2 separate regions of the Mus musculus genome follow, and region 2 is linked to region 1. The links are chromatin contacts, called in public promoter capture Hi-C maps. All regions are on one chromosome and are shown on one strand. Each heading gives the region's core, a stretch centred on a gene start, on an enhancer-like site or on the middle of the called end of the contact. The rest is flanking DNA. Distances are from core to core; before and after follow the strand shown.

Region 1 (7,279 bases), core at 2,730-5,229:
TTCAAATGTTATCCCATTTCCCGGTGTCCCTCCCCCCTTGGAAACCCCTTATGCCGTCAGCCTTCCCCCTGCTTCTGTGAGGGTGTCCCACCTTCCCACCCTCAAGTCCACTATTCTGGGGCATCTTTTGAGCCTTCATAGGACCAAGGACCTCTCCTCCCACTGATGTCTGACAAGGCAACGTATGCAGCTGGAGCCATGTGTACTCCTTTGTTGATGGCCTACTCCCTGAGAGCTCTTGGGGGACTGGTTGGTTAATATTGTTGTTCTTCTTGTGGGGTTGCAATCCCCTTCATCTCCTTTGGTCCTTTCTCTAACTCCTCTATTGGGGAACCCACACTCAGTCCAATGGGTGGCTGCAAGCATCCGTCTCTGTATTTGTAAGGCTCTGGCAGGGCCTCTCAGGAGACAGCCATATCAGGCTCCTTTCAGTATGCACTTCTTGGCATCCACAATAGTGTCTAGGTTTGGTAACTGTATATGGGATGAATCCTCAGATGGGACAGTCTCTGGATGGCCTTTGGTTTTTTTTGTTTTTGTTTTTGTTTTTAAAGGCAGTTCTCTGAGCCTTTACACATTTTATATGTTTTGCCTGAATTTGTATACTTCCCATTTTTAAATTGGAAACTTTAGGCATTCTAGAATTTATTTATTCAATGTAATTAATTCATTTAAAAAGTTCTACTTATTACTTAGTGTGTGTTTACGAGCACATGCTTGGCTTTTTAGTCATCTGTAGGTGGTGCACACTTTTAATCCCATCATTTTGGAGGCAGAGCCAGAGGGATCGCTGAGCTTTTGAGCAGTCTTCTGTATAGCAAGTTTCTGGCCGGACTCTTTCTCAGAAACCTTAGAGAGAGGGAGAGCTGGTTCTCTCCCCTGTTCCTGTGGGCTTCAGGGGTAAACTCTGTTGTCAAGCTTTTATGGCAAATACTTGGACCTGCTGAGCCACTGCGCTGATCCCCAGAATTTATTTTTGTCATTAACAGGCTTGACTTTTAAAAGTTGATTTGTTTTGTTTTGTATTTTTCTTATAGACTGACAAAGATGAACAGATCAGAAAAATAAAGTCTAGGCACAGTGATGAACTAACTTCACTGTTGGGGTACTTTCCTAACAAAAAACAGCTTGAAGACTGGCTTCATTCTAAATCCAAAGAAATTAATCAGACCAGGGACAGACTTGCCAAACTGAAGTGAGTTGCTAAAACATTACCATGGATACAGATCTCTTTATTTCGTGCTTTTCTTTTTAAATCGTTTTAAGTATTCATTGTCATGAGATGGTATATCATATTTAAGTAAAATGTAATGGGAGTCGTTGGGGCCTCTTGTTTCGTAAAACTGTAGAAAAAGGATTGACATCGGAGTTTGTTTTCTGTCTGAACATACACTGCTCAGACTTTCTCGAGTGCTCTCTGAAGTGCTGGTTACATGAGAGGTATTTCTCAGTGAGCTTCTAGGGAGATCATAGATTTGACTTTTGCTGTATTAAACTAATGGTGCTTTGTTTGTTCCTTGTGTGAGCAGGGGTCTCACAATGTAGCCCAGGCTGGTCTCCAACTTAAGATCCTCTTGTCTCAACTTTGAAGTGCTGGAATTATAAAATGTATGTCACCATGCCTGGCTCAAATTCTATTTCTTTTGGAAGAGTCTTTTAGTAAATAGGCTTTTTTAAGTTCAGGAAATTGCAAGTTGTTGCAGTTTGTTAAAAAGATAAAGTAATTGGTATTAGCCATGTCACCTTGAAAGAATTGTACAAAGAGGGGCAAGTAAGATATCTCAGAAGGAGCTGGGCGTGGGCCTTTAATAACCCAGCACACGGGAGGCAGAGGCAGGTGGATTTCTGAGTTGGAGGCCAGCCTGGTCTACAAAGTGAGCTCCAGGTCAGCCAGGGCTACATAGAGAAACCCTGTCTCAAAAAACCAAAAAAAAAGATATCTCGGAAGGAACCCTTACTGCCGAGCCTCATGACCTCAGTTCATTCTCAGGAACCCACGTGGTGGGAGAGAGCCGATTCTGCAAGTTATCCTCTCGCCTGCACATGCATACCATGGCGTGCATGGCCTCCACAGTGGAGAAGAGAAGGGGTGCACAGCTAAATGCAAGGGGTAAGCCCCACTGCATGCTAAGGAAGAGGGGCTGTCAGTGGAAGCAGCGACTGCTTGGGGACCAGGATGAGGCAGCTGCAGTGGTGTCTCGGGTGTTTCCTCAAGGAGAGGCCAGGAGGGTTTGGTGCTTCTTGGAGACTGGATAGGATGAAGGCTGCACTTGTTTTTGATGAATGAGGGTGATAAGTGACCACGAGGCGAGCTGTCACAAGAAGGGCCAGGGGAGGTGTTTAGAGGTGCGTAAGGAGTAAGTGCTGTGAGGAGAGCCATGGAGTAGAACTGCTGCTTGTTCTTGTCTCCAGGAGAGCCAGTGGGTGGCTGCTGCTTGCTCCATCCCATAATCTGGGGTCTGAGGCTGTAAGCCCCAGAAATATAGCAGAATTCTGCCCCTATTTATTTATCTGGGAATGGGTCCATGCTCAGGGTTAGCAGATGTCAGTGTCCTAGGAGGAGCGTTCCACTGGAAGATTAAATGAGAACATTCAATTTGTTCTTCTGACTTCTAAAGAAAGAATGTGGTAGTGTGTAGTTACCATGCTTGAGGGCCGTTGTTCTATTTCCAGCACAAAACTATAAAAAATACAAGTATAGGAAAGTAATTGTACATATCTCTTTAACAACTTTTGGCAGAGTTTGTGTAGTAGCTCTTTAACCAAAATTTTCAAATTTCTAGGGAGCTGGAGTAGAGGGCTCAGTGGTAAAGAGCACTGGCTACTCTTGCATTGGCTCTGGGTTTAGTTCCCAGCATGCACGCAGTGGCTCACAACCACCTGTAACTCCAGTTCTGTGGCATCTGATATGCTTTTCTGATGTCTTTGGGTCCCAGGCACATACATAGTGCATGCCCTTATGTGGAGGCAAAGCATTCCGACACATAAACTCAATCTAAATAATTTAAATTTTTCAAATATCCCACATTTGTTTTTATTTTAGCAAAGAGCTAGCTTCAGCTGAACAAAATAAAAATCATATAAATAATGAGCTAAAGAAAAAGGAAGAACAGTTGTCCAGTTATGAAGATAAGCTATTTGATGTTTGTGGTAGCCAAGATTTGGAAAGTGATTTGGGCAGACTTAAAGAAGAAATTGAAAAGTCCTCAAAGCAGCGAGGTAAGTTACAGTTTATAGAGATCATCAAGGCACTTTGACTTTTGAAATTTCATTCACAGGTAACTGCTAAGGATCAGAGATTTTAAGACTTACTTTGAAAATTAATTATAATTGTGTGTATGAAGGGGTATGTGCATGTGAGTCAGGTATCCACCAAGGCCAGAGGCATCAGGTCGTCCTTGGAGGTAGTGTTGCAGATGATAGTGAGCTGTCCAGTGTAGGTGCTAAAAACCAACTCTGCTTCTCTTGCTAGAGCAGCAAGTGCTCTTAACTGCTCAGCCACCCCTCCAGCCCAAGGACTATCCTGGAGGTTTAGAAACTTTGCATAGACCCAAAAGACTTGAACTTGTTCCTGGCTGTATAGCTTCACTGTACAAGTAGCTTTGGGACTTGCTGAACCTTTCTTGTGCTTCAGATTTGTCCTCTATAGAATGAAAATAAAGCTATGCATTATGTAGTACAGTAAGAGGAGCAAATGAGATTGTGTGTGTAAGGAATGCCTAGCACATAGAAGATCTCAGTAAAATGTTAGATGCCAGAGATTATGCAAATAGAATATAGAGTATCCTTAGGAAGATTTAAATGTCAAAATCTTTATTTCCTTTGGGTATACTTATAAAGCAAGAATAATGATTATGGAAGAAATGCATGTGTGTCTGACTAGGGTTTCCTAACCTTTTAAACAGCCATGCTGGCAGGAGCCACAGCAGTTTACTCCCAGTTCATTACGCAGCTGACAGATGAAAACCAGTCCTGCTGCCCAGTCTGTCAGAGAGTATTTCAGACAGAGGCTGAGTTACAGGAAGTCATCAGCGACTTGCAGTCCAAGCTGAGGCTTGCTCCAGATAAACTCAAGTCAACAGAATCGGAACTGAAGAAAAAAGAGCGGCGCCGTGATGAAATGCTTGGGCTTGTGCCCGTGAGGTAAGCCTGAGTAGTCTTGGCTCGGGTGGTCTTTACTCTGTGTTTCCTGAGGCTTGGCTTGAGTCATAGTTACGACAGTTCTAAACTGCTTGTTGATGTCATTTTCCAAACCCCACAAACAAAATATGAAAAGTTCTAAAAAACAACTTAAAAATTTTTATGTATGTGTGTGGATGTTTGCCTACATGTATGTCTGTGCACCACATGGGTACTTGGTACCTGTAGAAGCCCAAAATGGGTATTAGATACCCTGGGACTGGAGTTTTATATGGTTGTGAGCTGGCTGTGAGGGCTGGGAACTAAATCCTGGTCCTCTGGAAGAGTAACCAGTGCTCTTAACTGCTAAGCCCCCCTCTCCCAAAAAACCCTCTAACTTTTAAAACTACATTTTATTTATTTAGTGTGGGTATGGGCATGCAATGTCATTCATGTGGCCGTCAGAGGACAACTTTCAGAAGTTCTCCTTTCCATTATGTAGGTCCTGGGGTTCAAACTCGGGCCATTAGGCTTGGTGGCTGGCATCTTTACCCGCTAAGCAATCTTGTCATTCCCCAAGACAACCTTAAGGGTATGACGTTCTCATCGGTAACTCCTTATCCTCATGCTTCTCCCTCCCAAGGTCGGGTGTGGGCCACCATGTCCTGCTCCAAAGAGCTCTTAACAGTCCGTTCTCTAGACAGGAAGCCTCTTTACTTACTTTACTTTACTTATTTATTTATTTATTTTTGGTTTTTTTTGAGACAGGGTTTCTCTGTAGCCCTGGCTGTCCTGAAACTCACTTTGTAGACCACTCCCTGCCTGTGTGAGACTTTGTTAGCACTGTGTGACTGCTCCTGGTTCTTAGCCAAAATCCTGTCATCATAACTGTCCTTTTTACATGTAACAGGCCTGTCTGTGACCACGGTTTTTGGAAGTAATAAGAAATGGAAGTGATTGCTCATGTTAATATACATATGAAATAGGAACACTTCATTGTTTCTTCTCCCCCCTCCAACCCTCCCTTAAGAACTTGTCTGTTACCACAGTACTTTAAGGTTGGCATTTCTTGGTCATAGTGTATACTTTTTAAAAAATCAGTAACAGTTATAGCATGTAATAGCCAACATTTGGGTTGTTGTTTTTTCCTTGTTATTAGCAGCTAATTTAATTTATTGTACTTTTTAGACTTGCCATATTAATTTAATTTTAAGAAAGAATTTGGAATTTTTCAGAAATAAACTTGATTTTTTTTAAAAAAGTTTATTTTTAGTTTATATGTATGGATGTTTTATTTTCTTGTATGATCTGTGCACTCCATGCATGCAATGCTCATGAAGGCCAGAAGATGTCATTGGACCTCATGTAACAGTTGTTACATACGGTTGTTAGCCACCATGTGGGTGTTGGGAATTAATCCCCAGTTCTCTGAAAGAATACCCAGTGCTTTTAACTGAGCCATCTCTCCAGCCCCTAAACTTTGAATTTAAAAAAAAAAAAAAACTGAATACGTGTTACTGCTTTATAATTGACATCAATAATAATTATAGAGCCAGTACTTGTCTTAGAGACAGTAAGATTCAAATAGTGATATTAAAAAAGGCTGAGCTAGGCGTGGAGGCGCACACCTTTAATCCCAGCACTCGGGAGGCAGAGGCAGGCGGATTTCTGAGTTCGAGGCCAGCCTGGTCTACAAAGTGAGTTCCAGGACAGCCAGGGCTACACAGAGAAACCCTGTCTTGAAAAACCAAAAACCGGGCTGGTGAGATGGCTCAGCAGGTAAGAGCACCTGACTGCTCTTCCTAAGGTCCGGAGTTCAAATCCCAGCAACCATATGGTGGCTCACAACCATCCGTAACGAGATCTGACGCCCTTTTCTGGAGTGTCTGAAGACAGCTACAGTGTACTTACATATAATAAATTAAAAAAAAAAAAAAAAGAGCATACAAAGAAGTCTTAGGACCCAACAAATAAAAAGACTAGCTCTTAAAAAAAAAAGAAAAAAGAAAAACCAAAAAAAAAAAAAGGTTGATGTTTTTATACCTTTTTTTAATACCTTGAGCCCATATAGCATTTGGCTGAGTGCCTGACTTCTTCCCTTCCTCTGTAATTTAAAATACTTTTAATTTTGAAATAACTTTCTACATAGGAAAAACTTAGAAAACTAGTACAGAGAATACATACACACTGTTATGCTGAGCTTAGTGCCTGTGTACAGTTATTGAAACCAGGAAGAGTAACATTGGGCAGCCCTGCTGACTGCAAACCACACTGCAGCCCGGCAGTCCTCACATCCCTGCCTGTCTTCAGGATCCCACGTTGCATCTGATTCTTTCTCCATAGGCTCCTGCAGTCTCTGTGCAACAACAGTGCATCCACCTTTCTGTCTCTGTCATGGTCTTGAAACTTTTTTTTTTAAAGATTTATTTATTATTATATGTAAGTACACTGTAGCTGTCTTTAGATACACTATAAGAGGGCGTCAGATCTCATCACGGGTGGCTGTAAGCCATCGTGTGGTTGCTGGGAATTGAACTCAGGACCTTCAGAAGAGCAGTCAGTGCTCTTAACCCGAAGAGCCACCTCTCCAGCCCATCTTGAAACTTTTGATAGTGCAATCAGTCAGTTTGTAAAATTATCTCTGCTTGGCAACACCCCAGTAATAATTATTATAAACAGTTAACAGTGGCTACTAGCATCAGTAGGCAGATGTTTGAAAACAGGACATTGACATATTCTCAGATCTGTGATATCTCTTAAGATGTATTTTTTAAAATACAAATGGGAAAAAGGAGTCATCTTACAGTCTAGAAACCTGGCTAACACCACCATACCCAAATGGATAGGGTAAACATCACAAATAACTGACATCATTGAGCAGTGACAGGATGTCCGAGAAAAGGTTGGCAGTTCTTCTGTGCTGCTCTTGCCAAAAACACACAGTTTCACTTTAATTATGAGGACGTGTCAGCTAGATTGACTTTCATTGTGTTTTCTTTTAAGGCAAAGCATAATTGATTTGAAGGAAAAGGAAATACCAGAATTAAGAAACCGACTACAGAGTGTCAATAGAGACATACAGCGCCTAAAGAATGACATAGAAGAGCAGGAAACACTCTTGGGTACAATAATGCCTGAAGAAGAAAGTGCTAAAGTGTGC
Region 2 (7,247 bases), core at 3,278-5,777, 170 kb before region 1:
TGGGACTCACACCCAAGTCTTCTGCAAGAACAGCAGTAATCTTAACCATTGAGGCATTTCTCCAGTCGCTGTCATTCAATTCTTCAAACATATTTCCCTGTCAGTGGCGAATATGAATAAGAATCTATTACTTTCTTTTAAACATGAAACCTTTTAACATGTTTTAATTATCAAACGCTTATGTGTGTGCATGTGTGTATGTGCACATACGTGTGAAGATCAAAGTATAACATGGGGAAGCCAGTTTCTCTCCTTCTACCGTGTGGGTCCCCAGAACTGCACTCAAGTCAACAGGCTTGGCGGCAGTCCTTTTACTGAACTGAGTCATCTGGCTGGCCCCCCAATACCTCCTGAGCATGTTTTTACTATTCTTTCCCAGCTTTCCCCAGCATTCCTACAGATAGTATCTGCCCAGAAGAGTCATGCAAGCTTCCCATGTTATTAAATTCTTCTTGCTTTGTTTTAAAATCCACATTTATTTTTTTCCCACTTTAGAGATTTTTAACCACATTTATCTGTAGCCTATTCGTGTAACTGTCTAAGGAGTGGAAGGGAAAGGCTCAAACACGTTTAAGAATTTCCCCTGGCTCTCTGAAGATGCACAGTGAAGTGGATCTGCACAGTAACGCTTCCCAGGGGCTCACATTTCTCCTAAGTATACTTTGGAATCCCTGCTCTTCTGGTCCTCAGCTGACCTTTCCTGGCACAGAGACCTTCTGGAATATTTGCAGATGCTGAAGTCACTTCCTCAGGTTTTGCAGCGTTTACTTTAGCTCAGTTAAACCAAATGCTCTATCGCTCTGTGTAAACTTCCTTGTAACTGAAGGCTCCTATAATAACCCTGCCCTAGAATAGGAGACTGGCTAGAGGAACATGGAAATTGAAATTGAGCTGCTGAGCACCAGTGATGTAGCTCCGTTGGCAGAATGCTTACCCACCTGCACAAGAACCCTGATGTTCCATCATCCCCTCCACTGCACAAACCCAGGGATTTGGAGGGAGGGATGCTGGAGCCACAGCTCAGTCATTAAGAGTACATGCTATGCAATTATGAGCATTGCAGCTTAAATCTCAGCACCCACACCACATGCTAGGTGTCCCATGCCTACTTGAAACTTAGCTTTGAGGGCACTGGAGACAGAAGGATCCCTGAGCTTCGCAGCTCCAGTTTCAGGCAGATACTCTGCCTCAAAGGAATAGACAGAAAATGATAAAGGTGGGTCCCTAGTCCCCTCTTCTGGCCTCTGCGTGCACCCCATCACATGAACATGCAGAGATAGGCAAATCTAAAAATTAAAAAGTGTGATAGCAAGCCCCTCTAATCCCCCAGCTTGGGAGGCAGAAGCAGGAAGATCAAGATCATGCTTGGTTACTTGAGTTTGAAGCCAGCCTGAGAAACATGAGACCTTGTTTCAAGAACCAGTGTGATGGAGATATGGCTCAGGAGTTACGGCTCCTCTTCTAGAGGTTCAATTCCCAGCACCCATATGGTAGCAAACCACTGTCTGTAGCTCTAGTTCCAGGGGATCAGTGTCTTCCTTTGGCCTCCATGGGCACTGTATACATGTGCTATACAGACCTACATGTAGGCAAACATCCATACATACATGTAAAATTTAAAAACAAACAACAACAAAAACTTGAGAGTTTGAGGGATGGCTCAGTGGTTAAGAGCACTGGCTGTTCTTCAGAGGAGCCAGGCTCAATTCCCAGTACCCACATGGTGGCTCATGGTTCCATCACTCCTGTTCCAGGGGCTCTAGTGCTTTGTTTTCTGGCCTCCACCTGCACCAGGCATACACATACCATTTGCAAACAAACCATTTTTATATATTAACACACATACATACATAGACACACACACACACAGAGTGAACTTTCCCCTGCCCCTAAGTCTGCCAGATTTGCCATCTGCAGGCAGGCCTTGGTCTCTTTATGCTCTTAGAATCCAGTTAGGCCCCTGTGACCCTGCATGCAGCAAGGGGACTGGAGCAGGGGGCACATTGCAGGGAAGCAGCCTTCCTAATCATCTCCCAGTCTTTTCCGGGTACTAGAGCTGGCTCTTCACTGAAGCGAAGGCTGCTCTCTGACACACAGCCTCATCATCTCCCACTGCTGCTATCCAGGTCTTAGGACCTGAGTTCGATCGCACATAAGAGAGAGAAGCAAATTCCACAAATTGTCCTCTGTCATTTGCTCATGCACACACCACTCGGTGGCTTAAAATAACACAGTCATTATTTAAGGGTTCTGGAAGAGTCTGGCAGTATCGAATTCTTTCAGGAACCCCTAAGGAGGAACTGTGATTAATACATTCACCTGAATGCTCTCTCCTTCTCAAGACACTCACTCACATCTGCATCACCCCCTTGTCTGTGTGCAGGAGCATATGACAGTCTCAGGAATTCAGACATCCACATCATTGGAGAGATGATTGCCTTTCAACTCACTACCTAGCATAATCTTTTAAAAACACACATCTGAGCACATTATTCCTCTCTGCCCAGGACCCTGAGAGTTGCTGTGGTTCACAGAGGATACGACTGTTTGGCATCAAGTGCACTGAAAGGCTGGCCACGCCCCTTCTTAGCCGCCTGCTGCCTCCACACCGCTTCCTGTCTGTGACCTAACCTGTACACAGAGCATGCTCCCTACTGCAGGTCTCCACCCCACCCAAGATGTCCTCACTCTACAGAGAGTAGCAAATATTCCTGTGGTAACACTCTAGGCGGCAGGGACCACAGTTACTATGTAAAGACTCCATAGGAGCTAAGAGCCTGGCTAAAGCTTGCCTATGATTGTATCCCTAGCAGGTGCCCGACATGCAGTTGCAAGCAAAACCTGACATGGTCAGGGAGCTCTTGAAGACAAAGGAATATACACGAGATTTGTTTGTTGATCTCGTTTTCTACCGCCTATACTTTGCTCGTGCTCAGCATGTGTGTCTGTGAGTGTGCATGTGCACATGTGTATTATGGATGTGTGTGTGTGTGTGTGTGTGTGTGTGTGTGCATATACAAGGCATGGTGAATGTGTGAAGATCAAAGGACAAGTTCAGCCTATGGTCCTCACCTTCCACTTTGCTGGAAGCAGAGTCTGGGTTGGTTGCCTCTGTGCTGTGCCCTCCTGGCTAAGTGGCCTGTGAGCTTCTGGTGATTCTCCTGTCTCATCTCCTGCTTCCCCATAGGAGCGTTTGGAGTATAGATGCATGCACCACTGCACCTGGCTTTACATGAGTTCTGGGGAATCGAACTCAGGTCTTGATGCTTGCTTGTTTGCTTGCTTGCTTGCTTGCTTGCTTGCTTGCTTGCTTGCTCCTGTGCAGGTACTTACCCACTGAGCCATTGTGTAGCTCCTGCTCCGCATTTACCATCTTTCCTGTGTTACCTCTAGTAGTAGAGTGGAAGCCCTGAGAGGAGAAATTTATCTTGTGTGTATGCATCTCTCACCCCAAATACCAGGGCGGTGCTGTATTCGTGAAGATGTGGGAACAGCCTCCAGGGTACTCAGCATCTCCAGGTTTCCATTTCTCACCAACCTCTTTGAAATCAGCTGATATCCCCATTCTTCATTTTAATCACCCAGCCTAATTTTGACATTAGGCTGACTGGTGGAGACCTTTTAAAAAACATTCACCTGTTGCTCTGAGGATTCAATAAATGAATAAAAGCCAAGCATGTGGTCTACAGCTGCGTGTGGGTTAGCTGCTGTCATTAAGAAATGTCTGTGGGTTGGTGTGTTAATCTTAGCTCTTGGAGGGCTAAGGCAGGTAGATCTCTGAGTTGGAGGCCAGCCTGGTCTATACAGTGAGTTCTGTGATAGCCAGGCTATGTAGAAAGACTTATCTTGGGGTTAGGGGGAGAAAAATAAAAGAAAGAAAAATTGGATGGGACTGGCAAGCTTGCTCAGTGGGGTAAAGGCACTTCTCTTCTACCCTGATAATCTGAGTTCAATCCCCAAGACCCACAGAGTAGAAGGAAAGACCAAATTCCTGAAAGTTGTCCTCTGACTTCCACACACACGCTGTAGAGCATACATGCCAACACACACACTCCCCTCCCAAGTCGACGAATACATACATGTAATATTTTTTTAATGTTTATACTTGCCAGATGTTGCGGCACTTACCCCCAGTCTCAGCACTTCGTAGGATGAGGCAGGGGGATCACAGGTTTCAGGCCAGCTTTGATATCAAGGTCTAAAAAATAAAATTTAAACAGCAGCTAGGTGTGGTGGCCTGTGCCTTTTAATCTCTGGAGGCAGAGACATCCAGATCTCTGTGGGTTTGAGGCCAGCCTGGTCCACAAAGCAAGTTCCAGGCCAACCAGCGCTACACAGCCCAGTCTCAAAATAAAAATAAAATAAAATAAAATAAAATAAAATAAAATAAAATAAAATAGAAAGGGCAGGGAGGTAGGGAGGGCCAGAAGAGCTTGCTTTGGTGGGTGGCTTTAGCTGAGTGCTCTGGGTCAGTCTTAAGTGTTTCTATGTCTGGCCTGCAGGTGGCAGCATGCCCCGGGCCTCCTTGTGATGTCAGGAGGCTGGACAGCCAAGAAAGAAGAAAATGGACTCCCTCCTTCTGAAGACTTGCCTGGAAGCCAGCCCCGAGTGAGTGTGAGCTTTTGCAGCCTCCTGCGTTAGATTGTAGGCGCTGATGTGAACCACATGTGTTCTGTGTTGGAGTTGTTAGTTGATATTCACAATTCGTCTACAAAACCATAATCTGTGAAACCAGCTATCTTTTTAATGTTGCAGGGAATGAAGGACTCCGGGTGGGAGTGGGGAAAGTGCACCCCAGTAGCTCAGCAGGTGTGTGGTATGTTGGAGTGTGAGGTATCTGTGCTAGGCTCTTTAGTCGCTCTCACAGCTGCTCTGTAGTGCTTCAGGGTCCACTGGGGACTTATCCTGGCTCACCAGATCCCGATTTCTGTCAGCCCTAAGGCCAGACTACTCCCTTGATCACCCCACCCACAACCCATTAGTTTAATAGCTTACTTACCCTAAGACCTTATTTGTGCTTCAGTCCTTTGAGGGGCTGGAGAGACCTCAGGGGCTGCGAATGCTTGCGGGTGGAGAACACATCCTTTTCTTTCTAGAGGACATGAGTTCCGTTCCTAGCTCATAACCCACCCCTGGAACTCCAGCTCCAGAGACTGATGTGTTCCTCGGGCCTCTCATGGCACACACACACACAGCTGTGCACATGCACAGGCACAAAAAATAACGCTTTAAAGAAAACTCAGTGGACTTGAATGGGCTGGTGGTCTATTTTTTTTTAATCCCATTTTGTTAGTGTTTCTACCAAATGTTGTATTGTTGTTGAGATTACCTCTGCCTTTTCATGCCAAAGTCACTGCACCCCTCCTTCCTTCTACCCGCCCTCCCTGAATTTCACCTGCTGGGCTTGGTGTGATGACTGTCCCTCAGCTGCGATCCCTTTAAGTCCCCACCTGAGAAGGTTCCTGTGACATCAGCAGCAACCTTGGTGGTCCCTGTTGCTCAGCCCCAACCTGGGTCAGCTTTGCTCCACACTGTCTTCATCCTATGGAATTCCAGACACTCAGCTGGAATGTTGGATCTTAATTTTACCAAACACCCTGCTTAAGAGAGAGGTTTTGCTGGGCGGTGGTGCTGCACGCCTTTAATCCCAGCACTTGGGAGGCAGAGGCAGGTGGATTTCTGAGTTCGAGGCCAGTCTGGTCTACAGAGTGAGTTCCAGGACAGCCAGGGCTATACTGAGAAACCCTGTCTTGAAAAACAAAAAACAAACAAACAAAAAAAGAGTGAGGTTTTTATGGTTGGAAGAAAGAGGTATTTTGTAAATCAAGTTTGCTTTTTGTCTTTTGCCTAAAATTACTAATTTTTAAAAAGTATTTAAATTTGGGCCTGGGCATAATAGTTCATATCTTTAGTTCTAGGGCTGCAGGCTGATCTCTATGGGTTTGAGGAAACCTTGATCTACATAGTAAGTTCCCAGACAGCCAGGGCTACGTAGTGAGACTCTCCAAGTATGATCGCTGTCTTCAAACACTCCAGAAGAGGGCATGGGATCCCATTACAGATGGGTATGAGCCCCATGTGGGGGCTGGAATTGAACTCAGGACCTCTGGAAGAGCAGTCAGTGCTCTTAACCGCTGAGCCATCTCTCCTGCCTTCCAAAACAACTTTTTAATTGATGTATTTTGTTTACAATCCAGTTTCTTTCTCCCTCTCCTGCTCCCTCCTACCTTCACCCCTCCTTCCTCGCTTTGTTTTTTTTTTTGTTTTGTTTTTGTTTTTGTTTTTTTTGAAACAGAGTTTCAACAGTAGCCCTGGCTGTCTGAGAACTCACTCTGTAGACCAGGCTGGCTTCCAACTTATAGATCTGCCTGCCTCTGCCTCCTAAGTGGTGGGCTTGAAGATGGGCACCATGCAGTTTAGTTCCTTTCTCTTCTCTCTCTTAAATTGTCTTCATTTGTTTGCTGTTTCATTTTGGCTATCTGTGGCAGTGGGTTTATTCTCAAGCACAGTCAATAGCCTAGAGAAAGAATTACTACCAGGAGGAGGGGGATGGACGTGGGGTGGCTCAGCAGGCGAAGGTGCTTGCCGCCAAGTCCAGAGACCTGAGTTCAGTCCACAAGACCCACATGGCAGAGAGAGAGAACCAACTCCCACAAGATGTTCTCTGATGTCCATTGTGGTGCTTACAAGTGCACACAGACAGGCACACAAAATAAAATGGAACTTCAAACATGTTTTTTTTTTTTTTTAAAGATTTATTTATTTATTATATGTAAGTACACTGTAGCTGTCTTCAGACACTCCAGAAGAGGGCGTCAGATCTCGTTACGGATGGTTGTGAGCCACCATGTGGTTGCTGGGATTTGAACTCTGGACCTTCAGAAGAGCAGTCGGGTGCTCTTACCCACTGAGCCATCTCACCAGCCCCCAAACATGTTTTTAAACAGCTAATATTAGGGCTGGAGATGTAGCTCAGTGGTAGAAAAAAAAACAACGGCTGGTGGTGGTGGTGATGTTATTCTTTAGTTAGAAATACAGAAGTCAGGGCTAGGGGTGTCACCCAGGGAACTGGCCTACCCTGAGTTTCATTCCCAGCACCTAAAAAAAATGAGAGAGAGAGAGAGAGAGAGAGAGAGAGAGAGAGAGAGAACGAACTGTGACTTACAGAACAAGTTAGGATGCCCCAAGACCCCTGGTTTCTTACCCCTTTGGCCTCCAGTGGATGGGAGATGAACCACATTTGTCTT

What was found. Capture Hi-C pulls out chosen DNA fragments and counts their contacts.
Region 2: a contact with region 1 is called in a promoter capture Hi-C map of adipose tissue. The contact joins two enhancer-like sites. A contact is called at or near these places in 2 of 9 other capture datasets (adipose tissue and liver).

The regions. Positions count from the first base shown.
Region 1 is chr11:53,680,066-53,687,344 of GRCm38.p6, reverse strand. It overlaps Rad50 (RAD50 double strand break repair protein), which reads left to right. Exons shown (of 25, transcript NM_009012.2): 11 at 1,038-1,195; 12 at 3,044-3,219; 13 at 3,906-4,143; 14 at 7,123-7,279. Among named protein-coding and RNA genes, the nearest start is that of Rad50, 24 kb to the left of the region's middle. Within about 2 kb of position 3,979, at least 12 of the 459 cell types and tissues checked have an H3K27ac peak or open chromatin away from gene starts, as enhancers often do. A contact at or near this core is called in adipose tissue, where this site is marked.
Region 2 is chr11:53,847,366-53,854,612 of GRCm38.p6, reverse strand. It overlaps Gm12216 (predicted gene 12216), which reads left to right. Exons shown (of 4, transcript NR_033332.1): 2 at 4,503-4,608. It overlaps Gm30785 (a long non-coding RNA gene), which reads right to left. Exons shown (of 3, transcript XR_879845.2): 3 at 6,909-7,247. Among named protein-coding and RNA genes, the nearest start is that of Gm12216, 8.3 kb to the left of the region's middle. Within about 2 kb of position 4,527, at least 91 of the 459 cell types and tissues checked have an H3K27ac peak or open chromatin away from gene starts, as enhancers often do. A contact at or near this core is called in adipose tissue, where this site is marked.